Regions from separate parts of the Ovis aries genome. Here region 2 is linked to region 1. A link is a contact called in public Hi-C data. All regions are on one chromosome and are shown on one strand. The core of a region is the stretch at or near the end of the contact, and the rest is flanking DNA. Distances in the headings are between cores, read along the strand shown. Region 1 overlaps TEX2 (testis expressed 2). Region 2 holds the start of PECAM1 (platelet and endothelial cell adhesion molecule 1).

Region 1 (5,268 bases), core at 997-3,496:
ATGAAGGTCAGGTGGGGAGTTAAATAGTGCACACAAACTCTACTGCCAACTCCTCAGACATCTAGATTCTTTTTATCTTCTGTAGGATTTCAAAAGTGAACAGGAACAGGTTGATGTTTTCTTAAAAAGGCTTCTGAATCCCTTGGTTTCTTTGTCATTTCAGTTTCTTTGCTCACTGTAAATAATTAAAAGATCCTTACAGAGAGGCGGCCTAAGCACTTGGATCATTCCACAGTCCAAGTAACAGGCAAAAGGAACCCTCCAAATGAAGTTCATGATCCAAAAGGTCATCTAAGTGATGCACGTTTCCAAAATTCACCAAGGAAATCGTTAAAATGTCTCAACTTTGCAGGAACTATTAACGGATCACTGGAGGCACGTGACCCGTAAGAAGGGACGTAATGCTTCCCACCGACACCAGGGGGAGGTGCTGTGCAATTTATGGTCCTTGCGTTAAACATCCTTTCCATTCTGGTAGTCTTTACTCCAAAGGTCTGAGAAAACCATTTTGGTCTGGACTCTGAAAAAGGGAAAACTATTTGGGTGTTTTTGATTTGGGGTCTCGAATTTTAAGCCACTGGCTTTGAATTATTAATGCAAAACCCATTCACTCAAAGTAAAGGAGGGAGGAAGACCAGAGAAGGAAGAGGCGATGCAAAGCTCACGCCCAAATTGGGGCCCTGACCACCCCCCCACCCCGGGAGACTCCAGAAGCTGGGTCCACTCACCCCTCAGCCCCTGGGAGGAGCGGTTTGTCTCCGGCGCTGGGCTCTGGTGCATCGTCTTCGTCGGAGGAGCCAGCACTGGAGGACTCCTCGTCGCTGTCGGCCAGACAGAAGGCCCTGGGCCTGCAACTGATCAGGGCAGAGTCACCAGGCTGCCCGCCCAGCGCAGGCTCTGCTTAGGAAGAGCACGCGCTCCACCGCCACCATGGTGGCAGCACTCCCCGCTCCCCCTCACCCAGACAGAGGAGGCCTAACCCAGAATCCTCGGGTGGGCCTGGTCCCCTAGGAGACCCTTCAGCGCCCAGTCCCGGGCAGAACCGCCGAGGGCTTGCGCCGGGAGGGTTGGATTCTGTGCATGCGTCAGAAAGACAGGCGGTCAGAGTGTGATGCGGTCCACACAAAATGCAGTGATCTCATCCACACAAAATGCAGTGATCTCGTCAACAGTGCAGAGCAGCCAATGGGCGGTGAGTGGAACGAATGAAGATTGCATGGGTGACGGGACAGCTCATGTTAGTGAGTGACCACCTCATGGATGACGGGGTTGTTCAGGCAAGTCCTCTGACACTGGCTGAGTTCAAAAAAATTGTGCTTTCTGGCTTAGTCATCTCCAAGTGAGTTTTGGCTGGAGACTGCTTCCTTGTGAAACTACATAACCCCCTCTCCTGCCCCAGCTCCTGAAGGTCACAGAAAAAGCCAACAACCAGAGGTACAAATCTCAAGGGATTCCAGGAGGCAACTGACATGGGAAGCCAGGAACCTTTCAGGAAAAGTACTAGTTTATAACTTTTTAAAAATAAAGTAATAAAAAGCTTCACCAGAGAGCAATGTTCCTCATGAATCTTTCCAGGGTAGGTTCTCAGTTTCCAGAGGCCTGGAGGGTCTGGATCACCAGAGTGGCAAGTGATCAAGGTTCCCCACTGAGGGCACTGGAGGGCTCCCAGCTGAGCTCTGGCCCCACAAAAGGCAGCTTCCTCCCTGAAGGGAGGCTTTACTTCCGAGAGGCAGAGAGACAGAAGGCAGGGCCCATCTCAGGCTCAGAGACTTGATGGGGACAAAATGAACAAGGGACAGAACTATCTCTGAACATTGTTACGCTATCAATAGTCACTAAGCAGAAGGTCGGTCTTGTAATTTTGAGGACAAAATCACCAGGACAGGGGAAGGCATCCCAGCTTAGGTCCCATCTCCTGCATTCAAAACCCTCTGGGGTTTTCCTCAGATGCTGTCCTTGGCTACCAGAAGCCCATATGGGCGCTCATCTTTTGGCCAACAAGGGCCAAGGGCACCCAAGGGCAGAGCACACCTGCCAGTGTGGCCTTGAAGGCCCAGCTGAGGTCCCAGCATGGGAGAGGAGGGCTCTGAAATCTCCACCCTGAAACAGGAGCCTGGCTGTAAGAGGACCTCCCTGGCAGGACACCCGGATCCTCCTCAACCCTGTTCTGAAACATTAGAGCCTGTGCTCTAGCCAACAGGCTTGAGTGTGGCGTTGAGAAGAAACTCCCTCTGCAGACACAAAGGCCTCTTGTCCCCAGCCTCGGGGACAGCACCTGACTCTTCCTCCTTCCATCAGAGGCCTGGCCAGTCCAGGAAATGTCCCTGCTGGTCACAAAACCATCTCAGCCCTTTCAATGGTTGGGCGGCCCTCACAGAGCTCTTCTTTTATATAAAAGGCAACGTAGGATTCCTAAGAAAGCTTACACGGGGACTTGGGATGAAGAAAGTCAGGGAAGTAAATCCCCAAAGATAATAATGACCTTTCTCAGAAACCTAGCTTACTTCTTAGGAACATGATGGTGCCCCCCTGGTTCAGACCGCATGCTGCCAGGTAAGGAATCTACACAGCACCAAAGGCTGCCTCGGTATCTTGGACCGCAGTAAAACCTTCAAGGCCACTGGCCTCTCCTGTCCCCACTGGTATTTATCATCTGGCAACCTTCTGACCTGAGGCAGAAGATGCCAAAGGCTGAGCACTGCAGTGAGCTCTCGGGTTCCTGAATTAACCCTCCGCAGGACAGAGAACAGGACAAATTTTGTGGCTTGAAGTTAATAATTTAGACAATGCCTTATCAGTTAAAATAGATCAGATGACATGAAATTCTGATTGCGGCTAAATGGTACCTCTCCTCTCTGCCTGGGGAGCGGTATTATGCAGCACCAACACTAATTAAAAGTGGGGCTAAATGTCTGGCTGATTCAAGTTTATAACTGAATATGCATTTTGTGATCTCAGACTTATGATGAATTTAAGAGAAAGACACCCTGCACATTCTTATATATAAGGTGTGCTAGTACATGATAAGCCTATTTTTTAAAACACACCTTGGGATTCCAGATGAGAGTCATATCCTTTCTAAGAGTCACCTTAAAGGGCTGATTCCAGTTTCACTGCCTCTGCTAAAAATCTTTTTGGAAATGTGCTTGAAGTCAGACACATAGGAAAAGTGAATTATTTTATCACTGATAGTCTGTCTTGAGCCAAACATTTCTTAGCCCCATAATCACTGGCACCTCTGAGTGATGCCTGGCAATTACTCAAATATCTGATTCATCTAGAAAAAGTAGGCTGATTTGCTGTCAGAGTACTTAAAAGAAGGTCACAGACACTAGAGGCAGCTCTACAAAGGAGCTCCAAAGAATGCTTCAAGTGAAGCGTGCATAATTAAACAGCCCAGTGAGGCGACTGCTTGGAGGGAACCACACTCTTGAGAGTGTTCGTTTTCTTTAACAGAAATCAGGCCCATACTGCTACAGATACATGTGCATGTACACCCACAGTTAGACTGAGTCACAGCGTGGATGACAAGGACGCGGTTCCCAGGACATCAGGGCCTCGGGGCGGGGCAGTGGACTCGGGTACACTGAGCAGCCTAATATGGAGGTCGGGGGGCCCCCCATGGGACTCGCACACCAGCCCAGGCTGCCGTGGTAGAGCAGGGACAGGTCCTGTGCCTTACAGGAAACCGCCGGCCCCGATGTGCATTTAAAGAACAGCCAGCGTGCAGAACATTCCCCTTTCCTGACTCACTTAGGTACCCTTCAGGCAATTCCTAAAGTTCCAACCACCCAGCTCACCACCTGAATTCCATTTTGAGCGTCTTACGGCCCAAAGTTACCATAACTACCGTACACAACCAGAAGACTATCGGGGAAATGAAAAGACTAAAGGAAAAAGTCCTCAAGTACAAAGTGAACCCACATTTCAAAGGGACAGGCCTTCACTAGAGTGAAGACACACAGACTTCTCACCACCAGCCTTGGGGTGATGACGTGAGGATGGAAACAGACTTTCTACGATAGGTAGGACTTCCAGAGGGCCGAGCAGCATCTCCTTGGGGACTTCCCAGGGCACAGTCATTTGCGTGCTTCAAGGGGGTCGGACAAAAGCAGTGAGACCAAGCAGAGGCCCTGCCAGAGCAGGACGACAGGGGACAAGCCCCCGGCTGGAAGTGAGCCTTGGACTGGCGGCCACGAGATAAGGGGAGGAGAGGGCTGCTGCTGGCCCCACTCTTCACACCCGCGGCTCTAGGAGGGGCTTCCTGAAGGAAACCAAGGATCATGTGCCAGCCACAGGTGCAGGGACTCCGCCTCTCCTCTGGGACTCAGCCTCAGCTGGGATTAGGCTCTTAGGTACGGGTGAGCTTTCCAGAGGCTCTCGAAGCTCCCAGATATTGTGAGCCAAGTGGTGTGTGTGTAGGCATCTTTCTGGGGCAAGGATCCAGAACTCTCAGATTCCCAATTGGGTCCTTTTTGCCAAAAAAAAAAGAGAGGGGTTAAGGGTTCATTTTTCCAGGCCTTTTTCTCCCAAGATCAAGTGCTTTGGAATTATATTTGTCTTTGCTTTTAAAATTAAATGTCAGCCAATTACACATCAATATAAAAGTTAATACCCTCACAGGAAGTGAGGCAAAACATACCAGACTCTACTGGGAAAAAAAATGGTACTTTAGATATATATTAAACATTAAATATAATATCATTATAGTCTTAAATCAGAGGATATTTTTCATGCAGTCTAGAGAAGCACTGCTTGCTCAGAAACATGTCCATCCTCTGATCAGCCGAGTTTTATGAACTTGAAATTGCTCCAGGAGAGCCGCATGAATAACAGTGAACGTGGGACGCCTCATGGCAGGGATCTCAGGGACCGGGCCATGATGGGACCGCACCTGCCCACAAGACCCCCTTCTTTCTAGTGGAGCCCCAGCAGCTTTGGGCAGCACGGGGCTGTTTCCCGAAAGGGCTCCCTGCACAAATGCTCCTGACTTGTCTGCTCTGTCTCGCCCCTGGTTAGTTAGAGCTCACTTTCAATACCGCTTCTGCCTGCGGTGCTTGGTTTTATTGGCAGCTGTCTTTGCAGTTCTGCTATGCTGCGGCTGGCCTGATGGCGCTCAGCGGGGCATGGCGCTGGGGAGGGGTAGCCGGGGACAGAAGCTGGGTTTGACTCGAGGGCTGGATCAGAACCCCGGCGATCCCAATCGAGAAAAGCCTCTTAAGTGCTCCTGATCTCAATCCTCTCAGGTCTACAAACGGGGCCTTTATG
Region 2 (5,268 bases), core at 1,223-3,722, 240 kb after region 1:
TTATTTTTTTAATGAGTACAATCTTATCTATTTGGCTGTGTCAGGTCTTAGTTACAGCACTCAGCCTCTCTGACTGTGGCACTCGAGCTCAGAAGTTGCAACGCATCGGCTTAGTAGCCCCGTAGGATGTGGGATCTCAATTCCCAGATCAGAGATGGAAATCTCGTCCCCTGCATTGCAAGGCAGATTCTTAACCATTGGAACACCAGGGAAGTCCCTGGGTTATATTTATTTTTATCAAGTTTATTGATATGATGAATTTCGGTGGACCATGATAGTGCAGCTTCGTCATGATTTGGGCTCTATGCAACGTGTCAGGTCCATGGATGAACTTTTTTCTTTTTCCACTTGAGACTTTATATCTGATTTGTTATGTAATCTTTGATAAACTATGATCCTTTGAGGGGGGCCTCGATAAGGTACTCCCAGTAACGTTTACTAACAGCCCTAAGAAGAACTTCCTCCAGTTTCCTTTGCTGTCTTTGCTGCGGTCTGCAGGCTTCCTGCCCGAGCTGAAAGTTCCACATGCAGAAATGCCCCAGACATGTCAGCTTTTCTGAAAGAGCCCCCATCCTTCTGGGCATGACAGTTCTCAGGCCAGGATGGATAAGACACTGGTGGGAAACGTCAAAACCAAAACCTCTGATTCCCCTTAGCAGAAATTCTCGCATTGAGAGTTATGCCACCAGAGATTAAACTGGTGGGGTGCTTTTCCACACTCTCCTTTAGTGAGAGAAATTGCCACCAATATTGCCATATGAAGTCACTGAGTGCTGTCTTTGTTGGAAGGGTGGGTGCCTAAGAAGTAACTTTTACTGTTGGAAGGAAATAAAGTCCTTTTACAAACGGAGGACTAACTTTGCATTTTTCTTTTACAAACTGAGGACTAAGATGATTTGCTTCCAGACAGTGGCAGCAGATAGGGAGGAAGTGGGGGTGACGGCAGCCAAGCCCTGGGCTCTGTTCAGACCCCCAGTGGTGTGGGGCTAGGCACGACTGACCACAACAGGCTGGGAACCTGGGGAGCCCAAGCAAGGAGCCCCTGGAGCGAGTTAATACTGGTGATTGGGTGATGTTTCGGAAGAACCTGCACCCAGGCAGGGGTGTGTCTTCCCCATGGAGAGGGCACCTATCCACGAGAACGAAGAGACCGTCAGGGTCAACCCTTCAGGCAACAAAAGCCAGTAACCTGGGAATTCCCTGGCGGTCCAGTGGTTAGGACTCTGCACGTGCACTGCAGAGGATGCAGGTTCGTTCTCTGCTCAGGGAACTAAGATCCCACAAGTTGCGCAGCTTAGCCAAAAAAAAAAAAACAAAAAAACACACACACACAAATAAGAAAAGAAAAAAAGAACCAGTAACCCAAGGGGCCCAGGCCAATCACAGCCCCAACCACTCAGGAACCCCTCACCCCCTTCCCACTCTCCACTTCATGCTGATGACAACAGAACATGCATCCACTTGGCAGAGTCAGGAGAATTCTGGATTGGGTGCAAGTGAATCACAAGCCACTTCGGGGCTGTAATCTAGACACGCTGAGGCTGCTGGGGCCCTGGAGAAAATCCAGAGTCCCAGGTTTCATCCCCAGGAAGCCTGGAGCAGGGCCTAGAAGCCAGCGTTTAACACAGTCAGGCATTTCTGCTGCCACGTTTCTGTGTCTCTCTCTAGACAGTCAAGGTTGCTCCCCAAGACTAAAACAAACTTTCCACTAACTTCCTTCTGACCCAGGCTGAATCCAAAAGGAGATGATCACGTAGGTTTGCATAAAGACAGTGTTGTTGTTTAGTTGCTAAGTAATGTCCGATCCTTTTGTGACCCCCATGGACTATATAGCCTGCCAGGCTACTCTGTCCCTGGATTTTCCAGGCAAGAATACTGTAGTGGGTTGCCATTTCCTTCTCCAGGCGATCTTTCCCACCCAGAGATCAAACCCGGGTCTCCTGCATTGGCAGGTGGGTTCTTTACCGATGAGCCACCAGGGAAGCCCATAGTAGCAACATTTTTTCTTTTACTCACAGTCCACTTCCCTGCCAGCCTGAATTAGAAGTAACCTGCCATATCCCTCTCTGCCTACAAGTGCTCACAGAGGAGCACAGGGTCACACCAACCAGTCATCCCACATCAGGCTAGTCCACACAACTCCAATTTCTTTAAATTCGTCGAAAAAGAGGAAGTTCTCTCTGTGATTCGCTGGTGGGAGGCAGGGAGGCCATCAAGACTCCTTTGCCCTCCTCCCCGATTTCATTCAAGAGAATGTGGGGCTATTTAAACAAGCTGTTCTTTGGGGCATTTTTCTTTCTGTCACATCCGAGGCTCACTTACCATTTTGAAGCTTGAATCTCCAAACCAAAACGTCATGTGGAAAAATAGTTTTCTTGTGTTCCTTTTCTCTCTTTCAGTTCAAAAGGCTGCACTGGATTGTGAAAGACTGAGAAAACCAAATGGTAAGTTTCATTTACTTCTCTGTTGTATTAAAGCCACTTTCACCGAAACGGTGAGACCGTCAGCTTCAGTCATGCGCTGTCGCGAGCAGGGTTTTCTGTGCTTTTTGTTGAGCAGCCAAAGAGGAGAGTTTTTCCACTTTGTACTGTTTAAAATGAAGTGATATTAGGGAGGGAGTCAGAGAATCTTTCCTGAAACTAAGAAACAAAATGTTGAGATTGTTTTTTAAAAAAAAACAATGAAACGGTTCTTTCTTTTTCTGTTGTTTTTTAATTAGAAAATCAATACACTATCGTTGTAAAATAATTCAGGCGACACTAAAAACATATCCTGGGAGACAGTTTATCATCATAGAGCCAGGTTGTTGTGGTCCTAACCTTGTTTCTACCCTTTTCCACCTGGTAGTCTGGGCGCATGACGAAAACCACTTTAAGCTTAATTTCTATCCTCTGTGAAGCGGGGGAAATAAAGGCACCTCCCTGGGAGTGCTGTTGTGAAGACTGAGACAAGCCCTGTCCCTCAGCACAGAGCCGAGTGCATGGGGGAGCCATCAGTAAATGCCAGCCCAGGTCGTTGTTGTTATTATACTGTAAATGGTGAATGTTCTGCTATAAACAGATCCCCTCAGTCCCTCTCCCATCTCTGTGTCCAGGAGCAAACACTAGTAACAGTCCTTTTCGCTCCAATATCAAAGCAAACAAACTCTTCTGTGGCCTGTTCTTTTTAAAATTAACACGTCCCAGACATCTTTCTAAGAGGAAGTTGTAGGTTTCGCTCCCTTCTTCTCAACAGTTGCATGGCATTTCACAATAGGACTTAGTCATAATTCATCGAACCATCATTCCCGTATTGGTTGTTCCATTTTATTCCTTATAGAAACAATACTGCCGTAAACATCCTCTGTGGACACATGAGCGTGTGAGAGTTCACGTAGGATAAAATCCTAGAAGTGAAATGGCTGGGTCGAAGGCCATGTCCGTTTGAATTGTTACAGCTGATGCTAAGTTGCCCTCCTAACACACTGAACTGGTGCATGTTCACCAACGCTGATCACGGACATGGGTTGAGTGTGAGTTTCTCACCCTCTCTCTGGCAGTGGATACAATCAATTTTTTAAATTTGTGTCAGTCTCATGAGTACAGAAATAATATCTGAATGTTGTTTGAGTCCGCGGTTGCCTCATCACTCATAAAGCTGTGCTTCTTTCTCATGTTTGTTGACTATGGAAGCCCTAGCATGCCCATATAAAGGACATTTAGGGATGGCAATCTGGCTGGAAAGAGAGGTGAGGTCTTATCTTGAATCTGAGCTTACATAAGACTGAGAAAATATTAATTGTCCAGATCAAAGTGTAGATTGCTGGCGTTTTTGAGGGGTCTAAACCCCTCCTCCACCCAAGCCATCCCTGGAACACTGTTTCTTTTTTTTTTTTTAAACACTACTTCTTCTCCTGGGAATTACCTATTCATATTATTTGACCATTTTTTGATTGTCTTTTCCTTATTAATTTGCTATTGGTTTATGTATATTAGGGCTTCCCTGGTAGCTCAGATGGTAAAGAATCTGCCTGCAATGCAGGAGACCTGGGTTCCATCACTGGGTTGGGAAGATCCCCTGGATAAAGAAATGGCAACCCACTCCAGTATTCTTGCCTGGAGAATCCCATGGACAAGAGGAGCCTGGGCAGGCTACAGTCCATGGAGTCCCAAAGAGTCAGACATGGCTGACGACTAACACATTTATCTTACATATATTAAAAGAATCCTATGCTTATTTATGTTTTAAGTACTTTCTTCTAGGTTTCCACTTGTCTTAATTTTGCCACGCAGGAGTTTAAAGTTTTAGAATAGTTATTTCTTTCAGTCTTTTCTTTATGGTTCCTGTTTTGTGGCTCTTACTTGGAAGACCTTTTCCAACAGATGATATAAAAACGTTTCTGGGTATTTCTCTTAATGCTTTTATAATCTTAAATTTTAACATTAGATTTTCTGATGAGGGTTATTTCTTCCCTTGGCATTTTAAAATAGTAAAATACAAACACACAGCTATCAGAGATTACTAGGATTGTGGCAAAAAGAGTCAGAAGGCCGTTTAGAGAGGCTGTAAGAATAAAATAAGTGCAAATAGTGTAATAGGTTGAGACACATCAAATGTGTTTACATCTATGAGTTCACAATGAGTCTTAAACAAAAATAACGATAATAAAGGAGAAACATCTCACTCTTACAATAGGAAACCAACTCATTATTTTTTAAAATTGGTCAATAACAGAAGAGAATCTAGTATTTATCCTCCCTTTTCTAGACAAACCGAACCACAGTGTAACCAAAGAGTTGACAAGGGTATTTCTCTTCATATAATTATGGGTTATAAATGAAAAAGAATTGGTGTAGCCTCATTTTGCAACATCTAATGAAATTATCAATGTGCACATGTGTTCTCAGGCATGTGTCTGACTCCTTGCAACCCCATGGACTGTAGCCAGGCTCCTCTGTCCATGGAATTTCCCAGGCAAGAATACTGGAGTCAGTTGCCACACCCTCCTCTAGGGGCAGCTTCTTCACCCAGAGATGGAGTCTGCATCTCCTGCCTAACCAGATGGATTCTTTACCACTGTGCCACCTAAGAAGCTCAGTGAAATAATGTTTCTGGGTAACCATCATCAAAGCCTGCTAACAAACAAAAAAGAGAGATAATCAGACATTATGTGCCTCCTAATGGAAGTACATCTACCCCCTAAGTTGCATTCTTGCTAAATAAAAGCTAATCTGAATGTCATCAAGCCTCTGGACAGGAGATAGAACATGATAAAGGAGCACCATGGGA

What was found. Hi-C and Micro-C count contacts between places; a contact is called where the count stands out from the background.
Region 2: a Hi-C map of muscle shows a contact between it and region 1, with 6 times the contacts expected there. The contact joins the promoter of PECAM1 here to the enhancer-like site in region 1. A contact is called at or near these places in 10 of 16 Hi-C or Micro-C datasets (blood, liver, mesenteric adipose tissue and 4 more).

The regions. Positions count from the first base shown.
Region 1 is chr11:48,106,530-48,111,797 of ARS-UI_Ramb_v3.0, forward strand. TEX2 (testis expressed 2) reads right to left here. Exons shown (of 11, transcript XM_060395772.1): 8 at 729-848. Among named protein-coding and RNA genes, the nearest start is that of ERN1, 29 kb to the left of the region's middle. Within about 2 kb of position 2,247, at least 17 of the 54 cell types and tissues checked have an H3K27ac peak or open chromatin away from gene starts, as enhancers often do. A contact at or near this core is called in muscle, where this site is marked.
Region 2 is chr11:48,349,095-48,354,362 of ARS-UI_Ramb_v3.0, forward strand. It overlaps PECAM1 (platelet and endothelial cell adhesion molecule 1), which reads right to left and starts at 2,473. Exons shown (of 17, transcript XM_060395774.1): 1 at 2,323-2,473. It overlaps MILR1 (mast cell immunoglobulin like receptor 1), which reads left to right. Exons shown (of 9, transcript XM_060395778.1): 3 at 2,400-2,444.